2 separate regions of the Triticum aestivum genome follow, and region 2 is linked to region 1. The links are chromatin contacts, called in public Hi-C maps. All regions are on one chromosome and are shown on one strand. Each heading gives the region's core, a stretch centred on a gene start, on an enhancer-like site or on the middle of the called end of the contact. The rest is flanking DNA. Distances are from core to core; before and after follow the strand shown.

The links. Hi-C and Micro-C count contacts between places; a contact is called where the count stands out from the background.
Region 2: a Hi-C map of an unstated tissue shows a contact between it and region 1, with 9 times the contacts expected there. The contact joins the enhancer-like site here to the promoter of LOC123169005 in region 1. A contact is called at or near these places in 4 of 5 Hi-C or Micro-C datasets (leaf and an unstated tissue).

The regions. Positions count from the first base shown.
Region 1 is chr7D:149,705,475-149,708,851 of IWGSC CS RefSeq v2.1, reverse strand. LOC123169005 (protein RICE SALT SENSITIVE 3) reads left to right here and starts at 1,793. Exons shown (of 7, transcript XM_044586867.1): 1 at 1,793-2,135; 2 at 2,308-2,364; 3 at 2,469-2,678; 4 at 2,821-2,926; 5 at 3,026-3,067; 6 at 3,305-3,361. The coding sequence starts at 2,002.
Region 2 is chr7D:150,000,916-150,004,292 of IWGSC CS RefSeq v2.1, reverse strand. No RefSeq gene overlaps it. Among protein-coding and RNA genes, the nearest start is that of LOC123166859, 140 kb to the left of the region's middle. Within about 2 kb of position 1,607, at least 1 of the 8 cell types and tissues checked has an H3K27ac peak or open chromatin away from gene starts, as enhancers often do.

The sequences.
Region 1 (3,377 bases), core at 544-3,043:
TACTACAAATGCATTATATATAGATTAAGACCTAGATATTTCACACAATTATTTTTCAGCACCTCTCCCAACAACCATGTCTTCACCAATCTCACCTATCCGTGTCAGCTTTGAAATCCCCATGGATACCCGACGGGTACCGGGTACCCGATATTGACGGGGATGGGGGCGTTTTGTCCCCGCGAAGCTTCACGGGGATCGCGGGTATGGGGATTGGCGGGGATCGGGGCGGGGATGATGGAGTCATCCCCGGTCATCCCTGCCCCCGTTGCCACCTTGAACCACAGTTCTGCACGCCCTCACCATCGCTGCTGCACGACCCACCCCTGCTACTACTCCAAGCTTTCTTTGTCGGGCTTCTGCAGTCGGCGACGGCGCTGCCAGCGACAACCTTTTTTTTTTGCTTCAAGCGAACGGCGCTGTGAAACGAGACGAGGGGCAGTGCTACAACCGGCTTTGGTGAAAGCTACAACCACCTATACGAGTGCTACAACCATTGACAAAAAAGTTTCATACCTACATAGAAAAGCTTCAACCACCAATAGGGGAAGCTTCAACCAGCCACTGTCAACTGAAAAGGTTGCAACTGTTACGAAAAAAGCTTCAACCTTAGGTGAAAACGGATTCAGCCGAAAGATATACAAAGTTTCAACCGGGCACTGCAAGACAATAAAAGTTGCAACCATTTACAAAATAAGCTTCGATCGTAGTTGAAAAAAGCTTCAATCAACACAATGAAAAGCTTTAATCTGCGAAAAAAGTTTCAACCGACATGGAAAAAGCTTCAACCGGTGTGATAAAAAGCTTCAACCGGCGTGCCAATGGTGCGAGGGGCGACGTTGAGAGCTGTGATCGGCGGCACGACAGTGCATCAGCGGGGTGTGCTAAGACGACGACTGCTAGGTGCCGCAACGACAGAGGGCGTCGGCATGCTTCAAGGTGGCGTCGTTTTTTGCTACGAGGGAGGGTGACGTCTTCCTGCTGGACCGGCGGCGACGAGGACAGTGAGCGCATCCAGGAACGCGGGGCGGCGGAGGGAGGAGGTCCAGGTGAGGGGATGGTGGCCGGCGGCCGAGAGGACGTCTAACGGCCGGGGCTGCGCGCTGAGAGGAAGAAGGAGATGAGGAAAGTCAACGCGCGTAGATCGAACAGTTGGGGCTCGTTGCATCGGGCGGCTGGGGCGCGACCGACCCAACTGTTGGGCCCGCGCACCGGCGCCTAGCACCCGCCTATTAGTTATGCTCAAAGTTTGGAGACGTGCGTGACACTTGCTCTACGGGAAAAATATATTGATAGAACAAGTATACAAGAAAAGGCAACCAGGGAACGCAATGCATGAGCGAGTCAGGATGGAGCGCCGCGGAGTATTTAATGGAAAAGAATTATATGAGACTAGGTCTCACGGTTAGCATGTGAGACCCACCTTAATAAATGACACGTGACATTTACAAATTACAAAGCAATTCCCATCCCAGCACCGCAATTAATCCACAAGGAGCCGTACGAAGCACAGTCCTCTCTCTACATTTTGAGGAGCCCTGCCCCTGCGTCGCGTGTGTGGGCATGAAGGGGACAGTTGGGATCAACTCGATCCAAGGACCAAAAACACAAGCAGAATTTTCTCATTCTTCCCTCCCGCAACTAATAATAAGAACCAAAATGTGGGCCCTGGGCAAAAGCCAGCCGGGTACACATTTTTTTATTAGCTTATACTCCCAAGCAGCAGTCCCCCATCATCTTCAGTCAGGTCCCTCTCGAGAGAGAGAGAGGGGAGGGGGTATAAATTTCGGGCAAGTGTGGCGCTCTCATTCGATGGTGGCCTCGCCTCTCACAGCCATACGGAGAGATCACACACGGGAAAGAAAGGGAGTCCCAGTCCAGGATCAAGCTAAGCAAGCTAGCTAGAGCTTAGCGCCAGTTCTCCGGTACTCTCGATCGGCGTCTCCTTTTCCGCTCCCCGCTGCTGAATCTCATCTCCGGCTGCTCGTGGCGGCGGCGGCAATGGAGGAGCAGCTGAGCCCGGTGGCGGTGACGCACCTGCTGCAGCACACGCTCCGGAGCCTCTGCACCAGCGACGCCTCGCAGTGGGTCTACGCCGTCTTCTGGCGCATCCTCCCCCGGAACTACCCTCCCCCCCAAGTGAGCCCTGCCTTCTCCTCCCCTTCCTTTCTCGCATCCATCATCTTCATCAGGCGCCTGTAAACCAAACCATGGCCGCCACCGCCATCAATCAACCAACGTCCTGATGCCGCACCGCGCTCTTCGGCGATTGCTAATCTCTTTGCTCGCTCTGTCCGTCTGTTTGAGCAGATGGGATCTCCCAGGTGTGGCGTATGACAGGACCAGAGGAAACAGGAGGAACTGGTACGCGCATGCATACACATGGAGAGAGTCCTCTGCACTTGTCCAAGTCTTTTTTACCGTCGCCTGAGACTTACTGTGTTGGGGTTTTGGTTTCTTGCACCCAGGATCCTGGCGTGGGAGGACGGGTTCTGCAACTTCGCGGCCACCACCTCTGCAGCCGCCTGCGGCCAAGAGGGGGCAGGAGCCGCCGCGGCTGCGTACGCGGACTGCGAGGCTGCCGCCGCCGCAGCAGCGCAGGAGGCCAAGCAGGGCCTGGGCCTGCAGCCTGAGCTCTTCTTCAAGATGTCCCACGACATCTACAACTACGGCGAAGGGTCAGTACTCCCCAAGATTAACTGGCTTATGATCAGATTAGGTAGCTAAGCAGGCGATCGGCCGGTCGCCGGTGCTGCTGGATGATGGTTAAGTTAACTAACCAGGCTGCTTCTCTGTTTGTTCTTGGTCGCTTGGCTGCAGGTTGATAGGGAAAGTGGCGGCGGACCACAGCCACAAGTGGATCTTCAAGGAGCCCCCGGAGCAGGAGATCAGCCTCATCTCCTCCTGGAGCAACCCCGCCGACTCCGTAAGCCGCTCCTCCGCCCCCAAAACATTCGCCGCCAGCTTACCTTGCTAATGCAGTCCTTAACTAACCATCCTCCATGAAATTATTGACCCGGTGCAGCAACCGAGGACATGGGAGGCTCAGTTCCAGTCTGGAATCCAGGTACGCCTGCCTTGACAAATCGCAATCGCCGCCGGCCTTTTGATCAAAAGCTCTCTGCCTGCCTGCTCCATCATCCTCTGCCCCTTGATGCCTTCTCTGCTGCCGCATCGTTTCCCGCGCCGCATGCAGCTAGCTCAGCTGAAAGCTGAAAGCTGATGCTGCCATCGTAGCATAGATAGCATTACTGGTTTCTTTCTTTTCCCATTTCTTTCTCTCATTCTTGTGTGGCGCGTGCAGACCATCGCGCTGATCGCCGTCAGGGAGGGCGTCGTGCAGCTCGGCTCCATGAAAAAGGTGCGCTCATACCCTA
Region 2 (3,377 bases), core at 358-2,857, 300 kb before region 1:
TATGGATGTATGAAAAAAAATCATTGATTAAAAAGTGTTCTCGAACTTGAAAATATTCATGGATTAAAAAATTGAAATATTTGAAAATTTATAAGTATCCAGAATTTTTAAAATTATTCATGAATTGGTAAAATGTGCATAAATTTCAAAAACAATGCTTGAAAGTTTTAATAAATTATTCACGAATTTGGAAATTATAATCAAATAAAATGTACATAAACAATAAAGATGTTCATGTTTTTTAAATAAACAAAAAACTAAGCCAAGTTTTTTGCTTGGGAAACACAGGAAAAGGAAATTGAGAAAACACGACAGGAAAATCAAAAGGAATTACGTTTAAAGTTGTCAAAACCAAAACGAACCCATCTACATGGGCAGACCCGTTAGTTTAAAGGGGATATATTTGGTGCCTTAAGCATCAAACAGGATGTAGTTCGGTTGTTAGTTCGTTTTTGCTAGGTTTGTGTGTGTGTGTGGATCCTGAACCGTATAAGGCAATTTGTTTTTGTGTTTTTTTGTGTTCCTTTTGAACAGGAATTGAAGTCAACATTGTTAGAAAAAGATGAGACATTTTTGCAGCCTGCCAGAGACCACATGGATGCCATTTCTTGTTCTCATTTGAGGCGCTTAAAGCATACGAGCAACTAGTTAGAGCGTAATCTCTGAATTGGTTTTCGAGGGACACCCACGAGGGAGCACGGGGAGCGCTCCAACGCCGCCACGTGTCCGACGGCGGGTGTGGGAGAACTTTTTCTTCTCAATCTTTCTAGTTTTTTGTTTGGTTTTCTTGATTTTACTCTGATTTTTTTGGTCTTTTCGGCTTTCTCCGACTTTTGCTGGTATGTGGCTGTAGCGTGCACTTTAGCCCCATGATATGGTCTCCCCTTCCTCTTAGTGGCACTGCTGGATCCAGTTGACGAGGATGAGGGCTCTATGGCAGCTAAGGTTCTTTCTCAAGGTTATGGGAAACCATCATGTCTCGGAGTATTTGTCATTGTCTAGATTCTAGAAGAGGAATTTTGTTTCTAAAATGTCCTAAAAATCATGAAAAGAATCAGACAAGCAAATTATGAGATGAAGTATACGCATGAACATTTTTGTAAAAGGAGAGAACCATTTATGATCCGTGAGTATAAGCAAGTGTTGCATTTTCACATAGGTTGTAAATGGTCATACTTCTAAACTCGGAGGAAAAAAGAACCATGGCATTGGTTAACGGGAGCTCGAATGAAAGAAGCATCGGGGTTGGGTGTAGGAGGGTCGTCTGTTCTTCTAGTATATATTTTTTGAAACGAGGCAAAAGATTTGCCGTCTGTTCTTCTAGTAGGTGTCATGAATAGTTGCATCCTCAAATTTAGTGTATTGACTTTGTGCCTAATGAGAAGAGATTGATAGCTTCATTTCCAGCTCAGTGTGCAACCGCATAGCTCCTGAACAAGAAACATGCTGGGTACCTCGGTACAAAGTGAATGAACAAGAAAAAAAGCCTACCATGGTAGGTTGGCCAAGTGCAAGCACTTTTCTAGGCTAGGTCCTGAGCCCTGTGCATGGACACCACCTACCCCTGAACCCAGTCAACCGGTCACCTCCGATCCATTCAAATAATTGGGTGGGGCAAGTCAGTCAGCAGCTTTCATCATCCTCCAACCTGCCAAGACGGGAGGAAGATCCCATCCCCCACAACTTTCCCGACGCGACGGCTGTTATTTTCTAAGCAGATCTCTCCCCCTTTTCCCTGTCACCGCGACCGAACCCCATGCACCGCTGCTGGCTGGCTGCCACCTTTGCTGCTCGGTGAGGAATCCATCAGTCACAGGCCCAATGGCCGTAAGAAAGGAAGAAAAGGATCATCATCAGGCTTGATGCCCCAATAATTCTGCCTTTTCCATGTGCATTCCCCTCTGTAAAGACGACGAGGTGAGGGCGAGGAGAGCAGCTTAGCAGGATAAGCGTAGTGGCGAGGTGACGCTTGTGTCCCCCTGAGCATCGTTTTACAGGGGAGCTCCTCATAGGTGGTCGCCGGACAGCGGCGGGTGCTCGTGTCCGCTGCGAATGGCAGGTGTTGGCCGGGGAGGAGAAGGTTGAGCGTTGCTTGTCAGGGGCCATGCCCTGTGCTGTGCCAAGCACTTGACTGATTTGACGGCTCTTGTTAGGGCATACACTGGGCACCCCGTGAACCACACCCGCCTCGCCACCTTTTCTCCCCTATTTCTTTCTTTCTTTTTCCGGGCAAGGCGGCAAATGGAACTTCGGGAATTACCATACGCCGCCGCTGTTCAGTGTACGCTCAATCAATCTCATACGAAGAAAACAAGAGAATAGCATAGACTGTGTGTTTGTCAAGTGAGCGCTGCATGCGTCTCCTCCTTTCAGTAAATCGGTAACGAATTCGGCAACCACAGAGCACACGACAGTCCGAACGGCGCCATGCCGTGATCCGAACCGTACTGGCGATAATTTTCCCATTGATCATGAGGTGGGGTTACGCCGAAGGGTTGGTCAACAATCATGCTGCAAAGGCGCCACACATGCCGTAGCTGCAGTGAGCTATAGGAGGGATACAGTGTCCTGTCCTGCTTCTTCATTACTCGTGGAAGCCATTGGTAGTGGGATCGCTGAGCCGAGGGCCGGATGTGCTGGCAGAGGATCGTCAGTCATCACACGTTCGCTCGCGCCACCAAGATGGAGATGCGTGGCAATGGCATGGCGTTCCGAGAACGGGCGGCTGGGGCATCGCTCTGCATGCTCGCCCTTGTCATTCAGCTGTCTGCCTCCGTTTTACGCTCGGAAAGCACCCCGATTTGCTTGCGTCGACACCGACTGTTCCTCAACATTGCAGCCACGCTTGCAATTTGCCAGCGAGGGCTACAGGGTGTGTGCGTGTGTAGCGAACGTAGTTGCTGATGTGTTGGGCTGTGATACAGTGCGATTAGTTCCCTTTATTAGGTGCGTTTCACCTGCACTTTTATCGCTTCCTGCATGGCACGTATTGATTGGCTCTTCATCTACAGGCAGGCTTGGAGGGGCCTGGATCTATAAATCTTCAGAGATTATCGTTTAGCATCGGATGTCTTCTGACCACGCTTCGCATTGGCCGTAATCAGGCGGGCGTCACGAGGGCTATTGTGCAATGGTGACACTTAGGTGCTTTCAGTTTAATCTTCCAGTTCCCGTGAAAGGAGCTGCAAATTTTACCATTATCCTGCAATATCACACACACTGAAGTGCACTTCATGCTCGTGGTGTGCAGACAATGAACCTCCACAGCGTGACACTTTAGTCCACCACTAGTTTGACCCTGAGCAAAAAATGAAGGGCCAGTTGTGCATCACAACATTATCCTATTTTTTTTTCTCAAAATGACAAATCTAATTCAG